2 separate regions of the Mus musculus genome follow, and region 1 is linked to region 2. A link is a contact called in public promoter capture Hi-C data. All regions are on one chromosome and are shown on one strand. The core of a region is the stretch at or near the end of the contact, and the rest is flanking DNA. Distances in the headings are between cores, read along the strand shown. Region 1 holds the start of Tac4 (tachykinin 4). Region 2 holds the start of Ankrd40 (ankyrin repeat domain 40).

Region 1 (3,368 bases), core at 569-3,068, 930 kb before region 2:
TCCCTCTCTCTCCATCTTGCAGGCAAGAAATCTGAGGTCACTGGGCGTGGTGGCGCACGCCTTTAATCCCAGCACTCGGGAGGCAGAGGCAGGCGGATTTCTGAGTTTGAGGCCAGCCTGGTCTACAGAGTGAGTTCCAGGACAGCCAGGGCTACACAGAGAAACCCTGTCTCGAAAGAAAGAAAGAAAAAAGAAAGCTGAGGTCAAGTCGAGTAGCAGACTTAAACCCACGTCTCCCAGTGCCCACATTTTCCCAGTCAAGCTAGAGAGGGCCCTCCCCACCCTCAGCAGGGCTGTCTGTGAGTGGTTCTCTCTAGGGTTCCAGTTTTACTGCTCCTCCCCTCCCTAGACTGGCTTTGAACTCTCTGTATAGCTAAGAATGGTCCCGAAACTTCTGATCTTCCTGCCTCTACTTCCTGGGTGCTGGGAATGCACCACCATGCAGTTTTGTGTGGTGGTGGGGATTGGATCCGGGGCTTCATGTATGCTACACAAGCCCTTCACCAACTGAGCTGCATCCCTAACCTCTCAATTCTAAGAACTTCCAGGGACCTCACATGGCTAAGCACCATACACCAAACTGAGCAGTGTCCTTTCCATCCTGGGACTGTGGGGACACAGGTTCCTGTTACCCTCCAGTTCAATCTTCCCTGACTACCAGTGGTTCCCCGAGGAGGTACTGGGAGCTCCAAGGTCAGGGTCTTCACGCAGGTCAGGGATACTGGATCTCAGAGTAGGGTTGGGGCTCCAACTTTAAGATTTCTTCCAGGCTGGTAACATGGCTTAGTGGTTAAGAGCACTGACTGCTCTTCCAGAGGTCCTGAGTTCAATTTCCAGCAATCACATAGTAGCTCACAACCACCTATAATGGGATCTTCTGGTGTGTCTGAAGACAGCAACAGTGTATTCATATACATAAAATAAATAATTCCTTAAAAACTGTTTCTTCCCAGTAACAGTATGCAGGAGGGTGGTAGACGCTACCATTGTCAAACACCAGTGTTTGTCAGGAGGCAAAGGCAGTTAGTTCCTTGTATGAGGCAAAATAGCAATCCTGTTCCAGTTGGTCACTTGAAAAGAAATTCTGGAAAACAATCTCCAATTCAAATATACATAGAACCAGAACCTAGCTAAAGTAGAAGCTGTGCTTTTGAGGCAATTCACTTTAAAGAAGCTCTGTGACCTCTCTGTACCTCGGTTTTCTTATCTGTGAAATGGGATAGCAATGACATTTTCCCCATGAGGTTGAAATAGGCTACTTTTCATAAGGCAGTTAGGACAGTACCAGGAACACAGTAGGTGCTAACTAAATGTTTCCATCTATACAGCACACATTGTTGCTCTCACGTGTATAAGCCAAACGCTCCCCTGGTAGTTGGACAGATCAAGGCTTGACCCTCCCCATCCAGCAGAGTTGGCCAGTCTGTCTTGCCATTAAAGTGCTTAGGAGAATGCACTCTGCTATCCTGGCTGCCTTAGAAGGAATCTCCCAGCCTTCCATCATGGGTCACCATCTCAGAAAGGTACCTTCAGGTTCACGGTCACCCAGGACTCTGCCTCTGCACCAAAAGCCAGTTCCTCTCTGTCTCCTGCTGTAGTGCACACTGATGGCCCGATCAGGAGAAGCAGGGCAAGGAGAGGCAACATGGTGAGCAGGTGCCTCTCTGTCCAGGGAGCCCCACTCAGCCTGATGCCACCTCCTCCAGCAGGCTCCGGTCCCCACGGGGCCACTTGTATGTGGCTGAGATGTGTCCTAGACTCTCTGCTTCCTTCCTATGCCTCACCCCACCTTTGCACTGCTTCATGGGACAGCCTCTCTCCTTGGCTGATAGAGCCAGTGACATCAGGAGCCTAGACCTCCCCATTGCCACCCCAACATTTGATCCCAAGGCTTAACACTGATGCAATACCAGCCTTCCCTTTGGCAGAGTTCCCTCCTGTGACAGGTGCACAATGGCACAGTATGTGGGACCTGGAGGTTACAGCTTGCCAGGGATGACAACCCCCATGGGAAGAGAGAGGGCGGTATGGTGCTTCCTTCCTGCACTTCCTGTCTGTCACTGCTGATCGGCCACTCCCACCCCATCTCTTCTTTCTCTGTACTCTTCCCATCCTCTCTCTCCATCAGTGCTGAGAACACACTGCCTGCCCTGGAAAGTGCCAGCCCTAAAAAAAAAACAAAAACGAGGCTTCTTACAAGTGGAAAATGAGATTTGCCAGAAAAATGGCTTCCGAACCCCAATGTCAGCTACTGACCCACAGTGATTTTCCACTTTTTCCGTGGCCTTCTAACACGGAACCACACTTGTCCCTTCTGCTTGTAGCCTGTGTGCTTCCATATCACACTCTTCTACAAACTACAAACTCATTCTCTGTTCAGCTCCTCCCTCTCGGCCTGGCCATCCGTTCATCCATCCTGTCAACTGTAGCATCATCGTTGAATAGCTATGTGATCCTCTGGCTATTACTTAACCCCTCTATGCCCTAGGACCAAAGGCTGGGGACAAATAAGATAGTGCACATGGGACATTCAGCACAGAGTGGGATGTCTATATTTAATGTCCATTAACTATTGTTAATGTTATTTTTTTTCTTGAGATAAGAGTTTCTCTGTGTAGTCATGGCTGTCCAGGAACTTGCTTTGTAGACAAGGCTGGCCTGGAACTCAGAGATTTACCTGTCTCCCAAGTGCTAGGCTAGTGTCCCCATGCTTGTCTGGCTAACTATTGTTATTATTACTATTATTGGGACTGGATGGGAAGATGAAGAAGACACTGTGTCTAACCTCAACGCCAGAAACCTGTGGTGCGCTGCAATAGGGGTTGTTTCAGAATACTAGGACATGCTAAAATGCAGATTCCCTGGTTCAGGCCAGGCTGAACATCTTTTACAGATGTGCAAACAGGCAGGTCAGACTCGCTATAGGCTAGCCTGAGGATCCCAGCATGGGCTCTGGAATAGGAGGTAGCCTTCCCACCATAGGCACAGATAGATTAACTTTAGTCTGTGAGGAGTCTCTCCTCCTCTCTCCTCTCTCCGCTACAGGAGGGAAGTTTAGTGATGGGGCCATAATTTGGACCTCCACACTCTGCCCTGACTCTCTTGAATTACACCCACCCTGGTGTATATTTTTCTTGATGGCACCTGACTTTAAAGAGATGTGTTTGAGGAAGTTTGAGAAAAGGAGAGGAACCCAGAGAAGCCCCCAGACTTCCTCTCTCTCTCTCTCCTCTCTCTCAAGTATGTGGGTACTCTGTCTTCAGACACACCAGAAGAGGGCATCGAATCCCATTACAGATGGTTGTGAGCCACCGTGTGGTTCCTGGGAATTGAACTCAGGACCTCTGGAAGAGCAGATGGTGTTCCTA
Region 2 (3,180 bases), core at 424-2,923:
CTACAAGTGTTTTGACTACAAATGCTTCAAAAAAAAAAAAAAAAAGACTAGAAATTAGTGTCCACTGTCTCCAGGCTGTGGACAGCTATCCAGGCTAGTTTCTTTAGGGAAAGGAGTCAGACAGCTTTCTTAGGAAATTAGGAAATCTCATTTCTGACTCTGTTATCATATTGACAATTGTGCAATCAGGGCAAGACACTCTCTGGAATTCAAATGATCTCCAGTGCCCTTTCCATTCCAAAATGTATGGCTCGATTTACTGGGGGGTTTAAAATTCAAATTTAACTTTAAACTGGCAAAAGAGGCTAGATAAGCATTACCTGAATTAAAAAAAATTAATTGTAAAATGTCAAAAAAGGGTAGAAAGAAATACCACATTCAGTAACTCGAAACTAAAGATTTAGCCGGGCGTGGTGGCTCACGCCTTTAATCCCAGCACTTGGGAGGCAGAGGCAGGCGAATTTCTAAGTTCGAGGCCAGCCTGGTCTACAAAGTGAGTTCCAGGACAGCCAGGGCTATACAGAGAAACCCTGTCTCGAAAACCAAAAAAAAAAAAAAAAGAAAGAAACTAAAGATTTGTTCATATCTTAAAATGAGACAGACTCTGTATTGGGAAGGAGGCAGATCTGCTAGCCGACTTGTAAAGCCTTGGGTAAATTTCTCTAATTGGAAATTGTACTAAGCAAACAAAACACTCTACAGGGCAGACAAATGAGTCTCCCCTCAACAGGCAGCTGTAGGCAACAGCCAATCACTGTGGCATTAAAACAACTGAGGCAGAATTATTATGCAAGTGGCGAGGGTTTTGTAGTTGTTCCTTTTCTCCTGGTCTTGGCTAAAGAAACCGTGCTGGTTTTTTAAGATTGGCATTTGCTTCGTTGCTTATGCTTTCATCTCTGCACGAAGTGTTCTTCAGAAGCGCCCATGGCAAACTAATTCAAGCTTGATGAAATCCAGAGCAGAGTCGCCGAGAATCAAAGCCTCTATGCATCACCATTTGGGCCAAGTTAGAGCCAGGGGGCGCGCGGGGGGGGGGTGGCGTGGGTGGGCTCCAGTGTCCCGGAGGGCGCTGGCCGCGGTCAACCACAGAAGAAGGTATGGTTTGGGGAGGATGCGCTCCTGACTGCACCAGGCAATGGGAGATCGGGGCCAGTCTCGAAAGGGCCACGACCTGAGAGGCCTGGGGCACCAGGCGTCACCTTCGCCTGCGTCCTGGGTCACGGCTGACTGCTCCACGCCCCGAGCTCGCAGCCCTGAACCCTGGGCCTCCCCCGCTCGCCACTTACCAGCCGTTGACCTCATTTTGCGAGTTCACATCCACCCCGCTCTCCACCAGTTTCTGCACCTCCCGAATGTCCCCCAAGGCCGCCGCCTCCCGCAGCCTCTCCTGCTGCTCCTTCTGCTCTAGGAGGGCGCTCATCTTCCCCAGGGCCCCGGGCCCCGGGCCGCCCCGCCCCGAGCCTGTCAGCGCCGCCGCCGCCTCCGCGGCCGGCTCCCGGCCATGGGGAGGGAGCGCCGGGCTCGCCCGCCCCGCTCGCGCCTCCGCCCGCGCCCGGCCCAGGGCCTCGTGCGCCCGCCCGCCCACCGACAGCTCCCTGGCTGCTCGCGGCCCCGCAGGCCCAGGCCTCCTCCCCCACCGCGCCTCCGAAGGCCGGCTCCGGGGGACCCTATTCGGTGTGACAACATTGACCTAGATACTTTTCGTTCCCACCCGCGGCCCCGCCGCCCCGGCCGGCTGTTTATGTAACCACCGCACTGGATTATCTGCTGTGATTCATGGGCTATTTTTAGAGCTCCCACCCGGCAGCTTCCAGCGAGGAGGACAGACACAGGAATAGTTGCGAGGCGGAGGGATCCGACATTGTCGTTTGAGAGCCAGAAAAGCCTTATCCTCAGGAGCAGGCTGTTTAGCAGGCATTAAAAATAATTGGTGGGTTTCCACCCCCACTCCCCCAAGATTAGTTAGCTCTTTTTTTTTTTTTTTTTTTTCCATCTGAGCCAATTTTTACCCAGCAGGACGGGAAATGGGCTGAAAAGGATCCTACTATAATATGCCCATTATTTGCAGAGATAGATGACACTGTTCTTTCTTATTTTTGTCAGTGCTTGGGACCATTCAGCTAGAATATTTATTTCAGCTGTTACTGTTTTTATTTTACCCTTTATCGGTTTTAGACAGAAATTCTTCCAACTTGGCTTTCATGAAGATTAACATTGATTCTAGTTTATAAAATGCAACTCGTTATAGCTTATAAATTATAATTAATTATTCTGAAAGTCATCTAAGGAAAGACGGAGGGCGGGGCGGGGCGGGGGCGGGCGGGCGGGGGGAGCTCTTTGTCATCCTAGTCCTGATTCCAGGCACTGAGGGTAGAGCTATGGTGTGTTCATAAACAGCCGTGTGCAGTACTCCATGCCTAATCTAGTTAATGAGGCTCAGAGCCTTGGTTGGCACTGTTCTACTACCCAATGGGACAAGCAGAAAATATTGTTTTGCTGAGCTCAGGTGCCTTGGAGAGATCCCTGATGTGGCACTGGTGAGAACTTTGCAGATGGGGTGAAAAGATTAAGGAAAACACCCTGGGGAGGCAGAGAGGAGGGCCTGAACAAAGCCAAGATGAAACAGGAAGGGGTACTTTTAGGTATAGCGTCTTTATTTCCATTCTTCGGGGTTGCCCAGGGCACACAGCATGCATTTGTCTTGTTACTGCTTAAGAAAAAGCAACGTCTGTTTATTATGATACAGTAATTCACACAGTACACACTGCACACCAGGAGTGATGAATATCAACTGACTAAACACTTAAATTGACCCCGGTGGCAAATTGGAACGCGGCTTGAGCCTACACTTGGATTTGTTTCCACAGTTTAAAATTTAATTCTCGGATCCAACATAGTGCTCCATCTGAGGCTGATGGGAATGGCATTGAAACTCAGTCTTTAACACAGTCTGAGGGACAAGAAATAGCAGTCTTTTTTTTTTTAAAGGCAATTTAAAAAGATTGTAGCAGGCTGGTGATTTGGCTTAGTGAAAGAGTACTTACCCAAACAAGGCACAGGGTTTCATCCTCAGAGTGGTAACAAACAAAGTCAAACAGCAGCAATGACATTAAATTAGGTGCGCTCCAAAATTCATGGTTTTTTGTTTGTTAAATTTTCTTTCCTTAAAAGAATTATATC

What was found. Promoter capture Hi-C pulls out the DNA fragments that hold promoters and counts their contacts.
Region 1: a contact with region 2 is called in a promoter capture Hi-C map of hippocampal neurons, with 2.7 times the contacts expected there. The contact joins the promoter of Tac4 here to the promoter of Ankrd40 in region 2. A contact is called at or near these places in 3 of 39 promoter capture datasets (hippocampal neurons and liver).

Annotation. Positions count from the first base shown.
Region 1 is chr11:95,259,979-95,263,346 of GRCm38.p6, reverse strand. Tac4 (tachykinin 4) reads right to left here and starts at 1,818. Exons shown (of 4, transcript NM_053093.2): 1 at 1,528-1,818. The coding sequence starts at 1,647.
Region 2 is chr11:94,326,494-94,329,673 of GRCm38.p6, reverse strand. It overlaps Ankrd40 (ankyrin repeat domain 40), which reads right to left and starts at 1,673. Exons shown (of 5, transcript NM_027799.2): 1 at 1,287-1,673. The coding sequence starts at 1,420.